2 separate regions of the Rattus norvegicus genome follow, and region 1 is linked to region 2. A link is a contact called in public Hi-C data. All regions are on one chromosome and are shown on one strand. The core of a region is the stretch at or near the end of the contact, and the rest is flanking DNA. Distances in the headings are between cores, read along the strand shown.

Evidence for each region. Hi-C and Micro-C count contacts between places; a contact is called where the count stands out from the background.
Region 1: a Hi-C map of the A7r5 cell line shows a contact between it and region 2, with 2.4 times the contacts expected there. The contact joins the enhancer-like site here to the promoter of Abl2 in region 2. A contact is called at or near these places in 4 of 12 Hi-C or Micro-C datasets (the A7r5 cell line, Schwann cells, frontal cortex and 1 more) and 1 of 1 datasets of contacts at active chromatin or transcription factors (oligodendrocytes).

What each region holds. Positions count from the first base shown.
Region 1 is chr13:71,289,677-71,295,647 of GRCr8, forward strand. It overlaps Abl2 (ABL proto-oncogene 2, non-receptor tyrosine kinase), which reads left to right. Exons shown (of 12, transcript NM_001395130.1): 2 at 1,696-1,758; 3 at 3,245-3,415. Among named protein-coding and RNA genes, the nearest start is that of Tor3a, 56 kb to the right of the region's middle. Within about 2 kb of position 3,170, at least 1 of the 93 cell types and tissues checked has an H3K27ac peak or open chromatin away from gene starts, as enhancers often do. A contact at or near this core is called in the A7r5 cell line, where this site is marked.
Region 2 is chr13:71,222,657-71,228,894 of GRCr8, forward strand. It overlaps Abl2 (ABL proto-oncogene 2, non-receptor tyrosine kinase), which reads left to right and starts at 1,293. Exons shown (of 12, transcript NM_001395130.1): 1 at 1,293-1,718. The coding sequence starts at 1,562.

The DNA of each region.
Region 1 (5,971 bases), core at 1,920-4,419, 69 kb after region 2:
TTGCTGCCTTCTTTCTGCATCCTCACAATGCACTGCTGTTGCTGTGGGATCCTCAGAGTCCACTGCTGTTGCTGTGGTTAATTGAAAGATTGAGTTAACTTGTGTTGTTCAGAAGTTAACATTCTAGCCCACACACTGACATTGAATTGGGCTCAGTACATCTGACTCATGGGGCTTGCCCGTTTTAACTGGTGGCGAACAGGACATAGACAGGGGCTCCAGGGTTCCCTTTGCTTGTGCTTTGTTCTTTAGTTTGCCTTTTCTTGTTTCTTTTGCTCATCGCCCCCCTGCCTTGCAGCTAAGATCATTCATTAACTCTGTGCTTAGTCTTGGTCTCAGCTGGAATTGGGACATTTTTACTTGAAGATATTTTCCTTTTGGAAAATAGAGGGTAGGACGATGTTTTCTGTGGATATCCTGTGCAGACAGTTTGGACAGGAACTTGTTGTACAGAACAAAAGAGTGAGTGGGAAGAAGGAAGGAAGGAAGGAAAGAAGGAAGCTGTGTAACAGCCGGAGACAGGAGTGACGGCCAAGCCAAGGAACGGAAAGACGGTCGGTCTCCTTGGCTTGGGTTCTTCTGGGCCTTTTCTCTTGGTTATGACATTAACCTTGTGCCTTGTACTTCATCTAAGGGGTACTACTGATTGGCTTTTATTAAATTTATTAAAAATTTAAGAAGAGTTTTTTGTGTATCTGCTGATTATATATTGAATATATTACTTAACTCTCCTGGGTGAAATGTTTTGAGGACAGGAATTCCCCCAACTCTTCCCATAGCTTTAAAATTTACAACAACAAACATTAGTTAATGGGTAGTTTGCTTTTTTGTTATTTGTTGTTGTTTTGTTAAGGGGGTCTCACCATGTACTCATTATAGCTCTGACTAGCCTGGAACCTGGAACTCACAGAAATCTGCCTGCATGTGCTTCCTCAGTGCTGAGATGATTTCCTGTTGTTTACTTTTTTTTTTTTATGAGTTGAGTATCATATAACTTATAGCTCTTGAGTACAGAGTATGGAACTTTTGGGAAAAAATGGTTGTTATCTATAAGGAATTCATTTTGTGGTTGGGAAAGAATTTCAGAGAGAAGGGATTAATGCAGTACTCTTTGGAGAGCACACAAAGGAAAATTCACGGGGAACTTAGTGCTGAAAAGTGAGGGGTCAGCCAGTCAGGAGAAGACTGAGGGAGGGGTGCTGGAGAAAGGCTTTTCAGTGAAGTGCTTGCCCTCAGGCACAGGGGCCTGAGTTGGAGCTCCAGAACCATGATTTTAAAAGCTGAGCATGGTGGCACACTTGAATTCCAGTGTTGGGGAGGTGGCCTGAGTATACCCACTTGAGTCCTAGGCCAGTGACACACTTATTTTAAAAAGGAGGGTAGCTCCTGAGGAATAACACAGAGGGTAATTCTCCAGCTTACACACACACACAGATGTGTGCCTACATGCTCATATACACAGAAGAAGATCAGGAGAAGCCACTACAGATGTAATGGATTTCGAGAACAAGGCCCAGATGTGGGAGGCAGCCCCAGTAAAGTGAGTGTAAGGTATGTGGGAAGAGCGGAAGCAGAGAAGTAGGTCTGCCTTACTCATGAAAGGACTTGAAAGCCAGAAACAAGGAGACCGGGAGTTTGATGAATAACTCTTAAAGGGGCTCAAGAGTGATGTGGTCCAATTTTTGTCTTAAATAGATCACTTTGCCAGCTGTGTGGAGGATGGATTTGAGGGAGACAAGACTGGAGGCAGTAGTCCAGGTGAGATCTGTGGGAATTGAACAAAGCACTGAAGGAAAGACGGAGAAGAGGGAATGACTTGAAACAAAAGGGAACCATAGGTGCAAACCTTTTCCCCCTTCAAATGTGGCAAAATCTATTTTGAATAAACTAGGAAAGAGACATAAGAGAAAAATGTTACATGGCATAGATGGGTCATTTGCCTCGGCAAGGAGCCATTTAATACAGCAAGAATGTTGCCACTGAGAGAACAGTGGGTCTTTTTGGTTTTGATTTGTTTGTTTTGCATAACAAAACTAGGGTATGAGAATCAGGTAATTTTGAACAAATGTGGTACAGGATTAGATTTGGAACTTGAAAAGGCCTTAAGAAAGAAACAGATCTCACAAGGTTTTAGCTGATGTGCATAATTAAAACTCAAAAGTACATGGATGGTATTTTCTAGAACCTTGATTAAGTTACTAATAGTTTACAGAAATCTACTGCTCAGGAAAAGAGATTAGAGTTTTTAAAAAAAATTAAAGAAATGAGCAATTGTAAGCTGTCATAACATAAAAAGATATTTTGGATGCATGCTCACAGTATTTCGTATTAAATTAAAATGTATTTCTTTTTCTTTCTTTACTATTTTTGAGATAAAGTCAGTCTCACTCTGTAGTCTAGGCTGGCCTCAAACTCCTGGCCTCAGTCTCCTGAGTGGTGCATTAGAGGTGTGAGCTGCCATGAGTGACTCAGATGTGTTCTGTTAGGTGGAGAGCTCAGGATTAATCTTGCCAGAAGCACCGTGTCTGTATTTGTTATTTGTAAATACATGATATTGATATATAAGATATTTATCTCTTCAGGAATTTACTTCCCCTGCTTTGTTTTGTATGAAGGCATAAAGCAAGCACCTAGCTTAGAAGGGTTTCTTAACTTTACCATCCATATTTCAGGTCATTACCATGTTAGCCGGGTGTGAAGGACACTCCTGTCATCCTAGCACTGCCTGGGAGTAAATGCCACCCTCCATTTCATAGCAAGCTTGAGACTGAGGCCAGTGTGGGCCATTTGAGACTAACTCAACCCACCTCCATAAAGCTGCAAGTCATTACCCCAGCAATGTGCCACATGTGCCTTATAAAGCTAGTAAGCACTTGTTTGTAAGGTCGTTCCTCATTTTTAGAGAACCGCACCTTTGTTGTCATTTAGATCTGATTAGGTGAGTGCATTCTCTGGTTATGGTCTTTTCTTTGACTTCAGTTGCTGCCATAAGCCCAGGAAATAACCGCACCTGTGCCCACTCTTTGTGTGTGGTGTTTTTGCAGTAGAGTCAAATGTAGCTCAGGCTAGCCTTGAATTCACTGTACAGTCAGTAGAGGATGACCTAACTAACTCCTGGCTTCTTCGTGGTAACTCTGTGAGACAGGCTAAGTGTAAGCCAGCACTTCACTTGCAGCCCTCACCCTGAGCTCTGAATTCTTAGCTGTTTGACTCACTGGACGCCTCGCTCTCTTGTGTCTTTCAGAAGTTTTGCACCGCCCCTTTGGTTGTGACGCTGAATCTCAGGCACTGAATGAAGCTATCAGGTGGAGCTCCAAGGAGAACTTGCTGGGCGCCACTGAGAGCGACCCTAATCTCTTTGTTGCACTTTATGACTTTGTGGCAAGTGGCGATAACACACTCAGCATCACCAAAGGTGAGACGTACTCTGCTTTATCATTTTCTTGGCGACTGAGAATGAGAGCCTTCTTGTGCTGACTTCTGCCGCTGACATTGACCGGGTGATTTCTTCCCAGGCACCTTTGGTTCATTCATTTTTACCTGTTTCTGGGCTGATGCTTTAAAAACAAATCAGCCCTATTCTCAGGATTTGCTAAGAATAAGATGATTTAAAACACCTCAGGAAAAAGTCCATATTGTTAGAAGTTTGTGCTCTAATGCAGGCTAACATCCATTTGTTTCCATTGAATTGTGACTGAAAGACGTAGTGCAGATCGCACTGGCACTCAGGACTCAGCAGCTGCCCCCAGTGGATCAGGACCTTGGACCAAAGTGTGGGCTGCCTGGCTCATGTAAGGGCACTACCCCCTAGCTTAGCGCCATTCTCACACTTTGGAGCAGTAGACAGAGAGTGGCCCAGTGCTTACGTTAGGTAAGTGGCTCCTATTTCCTTGTTGTCCGGCTCTCAGCTGCACTGGCTGAGACAGGCAGTGTTTCTATGGCCTAGTGAAAGGGATGGTTAGGAGGAGCTGTCCTGCCGCAATTAAGAGAGAGAGGATAAATAGGATTATTTTCACTGGCTAAGAAACATTAAGAACATGACTTGATAAAATCACCAGTGAAAACAGTTAAGACTGTTGTTATGAGAGAAAAAAAGGGTAGGCTCATGCTCGGTGAGGCTGCTGCCTTCCGAACCTGTAAAGCCTCCCACTATGAGGAAATTATTTCAAAATATTTAACTAAATGAAAGTATAACAAACGGCCACTTGTTAAACAGACCCTTTGATTCCTAAGGGTCAGAATGAAGTAGTTAGTGGAAATGACGATACCAAGTCAACAGGCCTTCCCTGACCTCAAGAAAATGTTTCTGTGTAAAAATTTTATAAACAGCTATTTTTTCCAGTACTGGAGATCAAACTTTGGAACCCCATGTAAGCTATGCAGGTACTGAGGAACTGCAGCCCAGTCCAGGGTATCAATGTTTAAATGCCATCAAACATACTAAAAATAAAACAACTTAAAACGGAGTTTCTTTATATTTATTTTACATTTATTTAATCTATATGGATGAGCCTTTTGCCTGCCTTTATTCAGGTATACCATATATGTGCTTTGGGTCCCCCTTGAAGGTCACAAGAATCTCATGGAATTGAGTTTCTTTAAAAAGTAACTTTAGTTACTTTTCTGAAGGTGATAAAAGTGGAGGGAGGGGGCTGGAGAGATGCCTCAGTGGTGAGAGCACTTGCTGTCCCTACAGAGGACCCTGGCTCAATCTCCAGCACCCAGTGGTAACCTGCACCATTTGATACACTCTCGTAGCCTCTTTAGGTTCCACACATACATATGCATATAGCCAAAACATTTGTACATGTAAAATAAAAGTAAATAATTTTTAAAAAGTTTTGCATTGACCACATGTGTGAAACATGAGGCTTTCGTCTGCAGTCCCAGGATTTGAAATACTTGAAGTATTTCAAGCATTGTTGGCCAGAGAGGGGCTAAAGACAGGCTCAGTGTCTGTCTCCTTGTCTATTTCAGTAGCCATCAACAAGTCCAGAGCGGATAATTCTAACTATAAGGGGGAGGGGTGTTGTCAACCCTCCAGAGTTTTGGCTCTGTCCTGATTATGGTGGCCTGTATTGAGCAGTTCTGTCTAAGTGCTTAAGGAAAGCAGAAGTGTAGATAAACACATATGCAGGCACACACATACACATGTCTTGAGTTTCTAGCAGGTTCTTTTGGACGCATAGTTAGCTACTGTGCACCTGCACATTTGTGTAGCTGCACCACCATACCATACACTCATGTCTTAGTATGTATGTACAGTGTGTAAAATATACATATATGAGTTCCTACACAGACTTCTGGGTGTTTTCATATTTAGGTGTCTCAGGTGAAATAATGGTAGGGCAGAGAAAGCCACGTCATAATATTTCTATAGGCCACAGGAGACAGGTAGATGGCTACCACAGAAGGGCTGAGCTTTTCCTCACCTGCCTTGGCCTGGTATTTCCTGTGTCCTGTACTATCGATTGGTGTGACTTCCTTTTGTTCTCTAGCATTAATAGCAGGAGTAAATTCTATAGAAAAGCTTGTATCTCTTGGAATAAGAGCATCATGCACGGGTTGGGGATTTAGCTCAGCGGTAAAGCGCTTGCCTAGCGAGCGCAAGGCCCTGGGTTCGGTCCCCAGCTCCGAAAAAAAGAAAAAAGAAAAAAAAAAAAAAGAGCATCATGCACTACAGAGTCCTTGGATGAACACTTGTGGCAGGTATAGGGCAGAGTGAAGTCTGTACCAGATGTTTCCAGCTGTCTGGAATCAAGAGATTCACCAAGTGATTGGAATTTTGGGTTCCAACTTTAGAGTTATTTTCTGTTTCCATAGACTAATTTTAGAGGAATGGCAAAGAGTGAGTCATTCTTTATGGGAAACAGGAAGAAACTGAGAAAATGGAACTTTTAAATCTTGTGTCCTGGAAACACTTGTGCTTTAAGAGTCCTGGCCAGCCCCTTCTGCTCCTCTAAATGGTTTT
Region 2 (6,238 bases), core at 43-2,542:
CTTCTGGCTTTTCACTATGACTAGTATCTTGTGTGGAACTCCAAGTTCAGGTGGTCAGGCTTGCAGTGCAAGTATTTTTTTTTTTTTTTTTTTTGTCATTAACCCATCTTTCCCCAGCCCCTAAGGCTCTTTAATAGTGAATATCTGTATCAAAATCAGCTGGAATTTGGGCAGTAGCAAGTGGTAGAGCATTTGCCTGGAACTCAAGGTCCTGAGTTCGAATCTCACCAACACACGCTTGTGATCTTACACAGTTCTACAAAACACACGTAAGGGGAACTACATCTATTTTTGCTAACTCTTCTCTTCCTTAGGGCTGTTTTCCTCTATTTAAGCAATGGCTCCAGTCCTCATTCGAAAGCAAAAGTTCAAGTGCCAAGTCTAGTAACTGATCCTTTTAAAGAACAAAACAAACAAGGAAGAAAAAGGAATAGCGAGAAATAAGCGTCATCGAGTCTTTGAGAATTGAAAAAACTGGCTAAATATTAAGTTAATAGAACTCGTAGTGGGTTGGGATGGGGAGACAACTGCACACAGGGTGCACTCCTATAAAAAAAAAACTTCTCTTCTGCCTGTTTCTCTATTTAGATACCAGAAGGTAAAGATGAGTAAGTTCTGACTCAGGTCAAAGTGATTACGTTTTCCTGGTCAACAAAGGAGTGCCTGACATCCTGCACTGCACATCTGTGGGAAGATTAGCTTTACTGTTAGGCGTTTTAAAGTAAACAGAAACACATGCGGTTAGGGAGATGGTGGAAGAGTTCAAGAGAAATCCAAGGTAGTATGAGGAATTGGGCTACAACGGCTTTGCCAAGAAGTCTGCAAAGTGCACATCAAGAAATAATTCAAATTAAGTTAACCCCGCACTTTACCATCTCCCGGTGAATTTTGTACTATTTCAAACTTCACCCTAGACCTGATGCTGAGTGTGTGTGAAGGGCTTCTCAGTTGAATGGCAGCTAAGCACAGGGATTCACGAGCCTCAGCTGCCTGCTGCTGAGCTGCGCACGTGGTGGGTTCAGAACCTCCTCTGACTTGACAGGTGGGGGTGGGACAAGAAAGGCTGGGCGCCCACACCCCTCCAAGTAAGGCAGTGTGTGGAGCCGAATGTAGGTAAAGGTGGCGGTGAAGCCTTCGAGGGCCCTAGAAAGCTTCGGTGGACCGGTGGGGTGGGCCTCGACTTCAACCCAGCGGGGCGCGGGCGGGGCGGGGCCACACGGAGCTCCGCCCACCGAGTAGCGGAGGTGCCTGGGCGAGAGAGGGGCGGGAGACGCTCTGTCCCACGCTCGCCCTGTGCTCGGTGGTTTAAAGATGGCGGCGGCGGCTGGGGCGAGGAGCCGCCGGAGGGGGAGGGAGAAGGGTAGTCTGTGAGTCGCTGGGAGGCAGCACGGCGCGCGGCAGCGGCTCTGAGGAGTCTGCGTGAGGAGCCGCCGGCAACTCCGGCCCAGAGGGCCTGGGTTTGGGCCGGAGAGGCCGGAGCGGTGCCGGGAGCTCCGAGGCCGGAGCAGAGGAGGAATGTGAGCAGGGGTCGGCGGGGGCGCGGGAGTACGCGAGCGGCGGGATGGGGCAGCAGGTGGGCCGCGTCGGGGAGGCTCCCGGGCTCCAGCAGCCACAGCCGCGCGGGATCCGGGGCAGCAGCGCAGCCAGGCCCTCCGGCCGCAGGCGGGACCCGGTGGGGCGTACCGCAGACGCCGGCTTCAACGTCTTCACCCAGCACGGTGAGTGTGTCCTAAGCCGGCTGAGGGCGTGAGGGAGGCCAGGGGTGGGGTGGGGTCGGGACGAGGTGCGAGGCGGACGGGCAGCCTTCGGGGGGCGAGGGCTGGAGGGGTGCCCGAGAGTGGGGGCGGAATCGGCTGCCATCTGGGCCAGTCACGGGAGGCGAGGCACACCCCTCCCCCCGCCCGGCTAGGCTCTCCAGCCTGGCTGGCAGTGTCTGGGGGCGGCGGCGGCGGCGAGAAGGAATAGGGGTCTTAGGGACCCAGGCTTGAATGTCTTGCTGTCCTGGGACAGGACAGGGCGACTGTCGAACAGTGGATGGTATCCCCAGGAAGGGAAGGATGAAGGCAGGTATGAGCTCAGGTTCAGGTGGTGGGAGGATAAACCGGTTGTTAACGACGGGAACGAGTCGTGCCCCGAGGAATTGGGAAATAGGAACTGAATCTTTAAGAGATTGTGGCATATTCGGTATGTGTTTTATTAATCAGGCGGTGAGCAGTGTCAGAATGGTGAACAGTGAAACCCTTTTCAGTATCTCTTTACTTTCAAGAGTATTTTCTCCAAACTAAAAATGAAGGGCTCTGCCAAACCACCCTGTTCTGCCTATCAGAGTAGGACACAGGATTCTGAGATGGCTGGCGGAGCTCTAGATGGGTGGGCATGGTTAGGGCTTCCATGTGGATATGAACATGAGTTTTTCTTTGAGCCCCATTGGTGTATACATATATGCATACGTGCTCCATGTAATCTGGGACTTACTCGGCCTCATATTCTTCAGAAAAGCTGTTTCTAAACTATTTAAAATTATATTTATTTTTCATATGTATGTCTGTGTGTGCGCACACACACCCATATATGTAGAGGTCAGGAGTCAACTTGGGAATCATTTCTTTCCTACCATGTGGATCCCAGGTATTAAACTCTTCATCAGGCCTGGGGGCAAATGCCTAAACTCTTAAAAAAAGACAAACTTTGAGCACATATTAATTTATATGTCTTTATTAATATACACAAGCTAATAAAAATTAACAAATAATGTAATTAGCGGTCAGAAATAGAGTACAAGAAAGGGTGCAATGAGGGAAATTAAGAATACAGCACTGTAAAGTAGTGACAATGTACACAGCCTGTCTGAGGCCTGAGTTCAAGCCCCAGCAGCCAGGGAGAGAGAGAGACAGAAAGAGAGAAAAAGAGAAAGAGAGAAAGAGAGAAAGAGAGGGGGAGAGAGAGAGAGAGAGAGAGGAAGGAGAGAAGAAGAAGAGGAGGAGGAGGAGGAAGAGGAAGAAGAGGAGAAGAGAGAATGAATGAAAATGAATGAATATTATATTATAAGAGCATTGTTCTGGGGTTGGGGATTTAGCTCAGTGGTAGAGCGCTTGCCTAGCAAGTGCAAGGCCCTGGGTTCGGTCCCCAGCTCCGAAAAAAGAAAAAAGCAAAAAAAAAAAAAAAAAAAAAAAAAAGCATTGTTCTAGGAGCAGAATACCAGAAGCCATCCTAAGACCTGAGAGGCTGGTGATGGAGATGTGCCATCCATAGACAGGACGGGCTAGTAGACACTGGACGGGAGGTAGCAAGCTAGCTTCAGTGATAATACATATAGGAGCAAAGTGAAGGAGAAACTGTCCCACTGCACGTAGCTTGGGGAATGGGAAGGAGGAGAGGTGTAGACTAGTCATGGGAAAGAGAGTTTCAGAGGAAGTGACGTAGCATGCAAAGAGATGATCCCAGGACTTGTAGCTTGGGTGATTTGTGTCCAGGTTCTGCATCTGGACTTCTGAATAACCAGAGGGCCTGGGTTTGGGCTGTTTTTCCTTTTTTAATTTAATATGTATGTGCGTTTAATTTAATTTTATGTGTATGTGTGTTTTGCTGCCTGTACGTCTGTGTACCATATGCCTACCTGACCCACAGAGGCAAGAAGGAGGACATCAGTTCTCTTCCTGTAACTTGAAGGTTGTGAGGTGCTATGTGGGTGCTGGTGACTGAACCCAGGCTCTGAGGAAGAACACTGGTTAAGAGTACTCTTGCGGGGCTGGGGATTTAGCTCAGTGGTAGAGCGCTTACCTAGGAAGCACAAGGCCCTGGGTTCGGTCCCCAGCTCCGAAAAAATGAACCAAAAAAAAAAAAAAAAGAGTACTCTTGCATATATGAGTTCAGTTTGGGCCAAGTATACTAGTACACAACTTTAATGTCAGTACCTGGGAGCCAGAGACAGAAGGATCTCTTTGAGTTCAGGGCCAACCTGGTCTTACCTGTTTTCACCAGTCTTATTCTTATATAAAATGAGGATGTGTTAAAGGTAACATGAAGGTTTTCAACCTGGGTAACTGGGATAATAACAATTTTATTGACAAAGTTGAAAGTTAAAAGATGATGGATAGAATGTGAATATGGCAGCCAAGGACTGATATAAAATGGATTAATAAATACTGAAAGAAATAAATCCTTTTTACTTTGGGGGGGTGGATGGTCCAAGGGATTAAACCGAGGGCCTCATATAAGCTAGTCAGGTACTTTCCCACTGAGCCAAGGCATCTAGCACAAGGAGGAACTTTTTTCTTTTTTTCTTTTTTTTTTTTTAAATATTTTATTTATTTATTATATATTATGATTACACTGTCGCTATCTTCAGACACACCAGAAGAGGGCATCAGACTCGTTTCAGATGGTTGTGAGCCACCATGTGGTTGCTGGGATTTGAACTCAGGACCTTGGGAAGAGCAGTCGGTGCTCTTAACCACTGAGCCATCTCTCCAGCCCAAGGAGGAACTTTTGAATTTAGTTAATATATCCATTCAATTCAAAATCCACCACGCTTCTAACAGTAGTAACCCACAAAGGATGACCTGGCTTTCCTGGGGAGGCTGGGGCTAGTCATGTGAAGACATTTTTTTTTTTTTTTTTCAGAGCTGGGGACTGAACCCAGGGCCTTGTGCTTGCTAGGCAAGCGCTCTACCACTGAGCTAAATCCCCAACCTCATGTGAAGACATTTTTGCTTGTTCCTAAGGAGACAAACTAGTGGGCAGGGGAGGTGGCGCCATGGTCAGGCGGTTGCCTGCCACATCTAAAGCCCTGCCTTTAGCCTCCTGTACTGTTTTCAAACGCTCTCTGAGTTTGAGGCCAGCCTGGTCTACATAGGAAGTACACACTTGCCAGGATTGTGAAAAATAGTCTACCTCATGGAGCTAGCACATAAATCGATATCCTTTTCCAGCTGCATCCTGTAATCCCAGCCTGGGAAAGCTGAGGCAGATGGATTACTGTGTGTATTTGAGATTAGCCTAGGGGTATGTAGTGAGTAGCTGACCAACAAAGCCTGTGTAGCAAGGCCCTGTCTCAAAAACGGGAAAAAAGTGTATTGAATTATTAGCTAGTATATACGTTCGTAACTAAAAGGTGTGGTGTGGGACTGAGGAGTTGACTGAGTAGTTGAGAACTTGCTGCTCTTGTAGAGGACCTGAGTTTGGTTACTAAAACCCATTCTTGGTGTCTCGTGAGTGCTTGTTAATTCTAGCTCCAGGGGATCTGATGCCTTCTGACTTTCTCCAGCGTCTTCTAACACAGACCTGCGCAAACACACACAAACACTAAATAAAAATAAATCTTAAAAGTGTGATAGGTTTTTGAGTGAGTTTATGTGTAGATTTATATTTTAAATTTTATTATTATTGCGTGTATATATATATTTACATTTGTGGGGGCAGTGTGTGTGTGCACACATGTGTTTGAGTAGTGCAGGTGTGCATGGAGATCAGGGAACAGTTTTGGGAGCTCTCTCTTTTGTCATGGGTTCCTGGAGTTGAACTCATGTCTCTAGGCTTGCACAGCCGTTGCTTTTGCTTGTTGAATTGTCTTATTGGCTCTACATCTAGATTTTAATGTAAGTTACATATTTTATGTATCTTAGAAAGTTTATCAGAGTTCATGATTTTTTTCTTTAGCCAAGAATGACAATTTTTCTCCCCAGCTCCGAAAAAAAAGAAAAAAAAAAGAATGACAATTTTTCATTGTTAATATGAGTAAGCAGTTACAATAATTTGCTTTGCCAGAAATGTTTTTAGAAATGTAATTAGGAGGAATGAAATAGACCTTTTTTTTAGGTACGAAGGAATGAGGTGCTATATGTTTTGCTAGTTTTTTAGTTGATGCTTTACTGGTGAGCCAATGTTTTGTGCTAGTAATGTAGTGTTGAATGTATACTTGTCTTTTTGTTGTTGGTTTTGAGACAGAGTATTGTTGTGTGTCCTTGGCTGGCCTTGACCTTCTGACAGTCTTAGAGGTGTGTGCCATGTCTAACTGCTTCATCTGCCATTGGCATCCAGCTTACTTTTCAACAGTTAAAGGAATTTCAAGTCTGGGTTGCTTTCTTCTATCTTTTCTTTGAAAATTATATTAAAAATAAACTACAAATCATGAAGTTGTGAATAATAAAATCTTTCTTTAAACTCACTATTTGAAATAATTGGAATTTTTCTCTCCTGTGTCTGTAGTGCATTTTTTTTTCTTTTTTCTTTTTTTCAG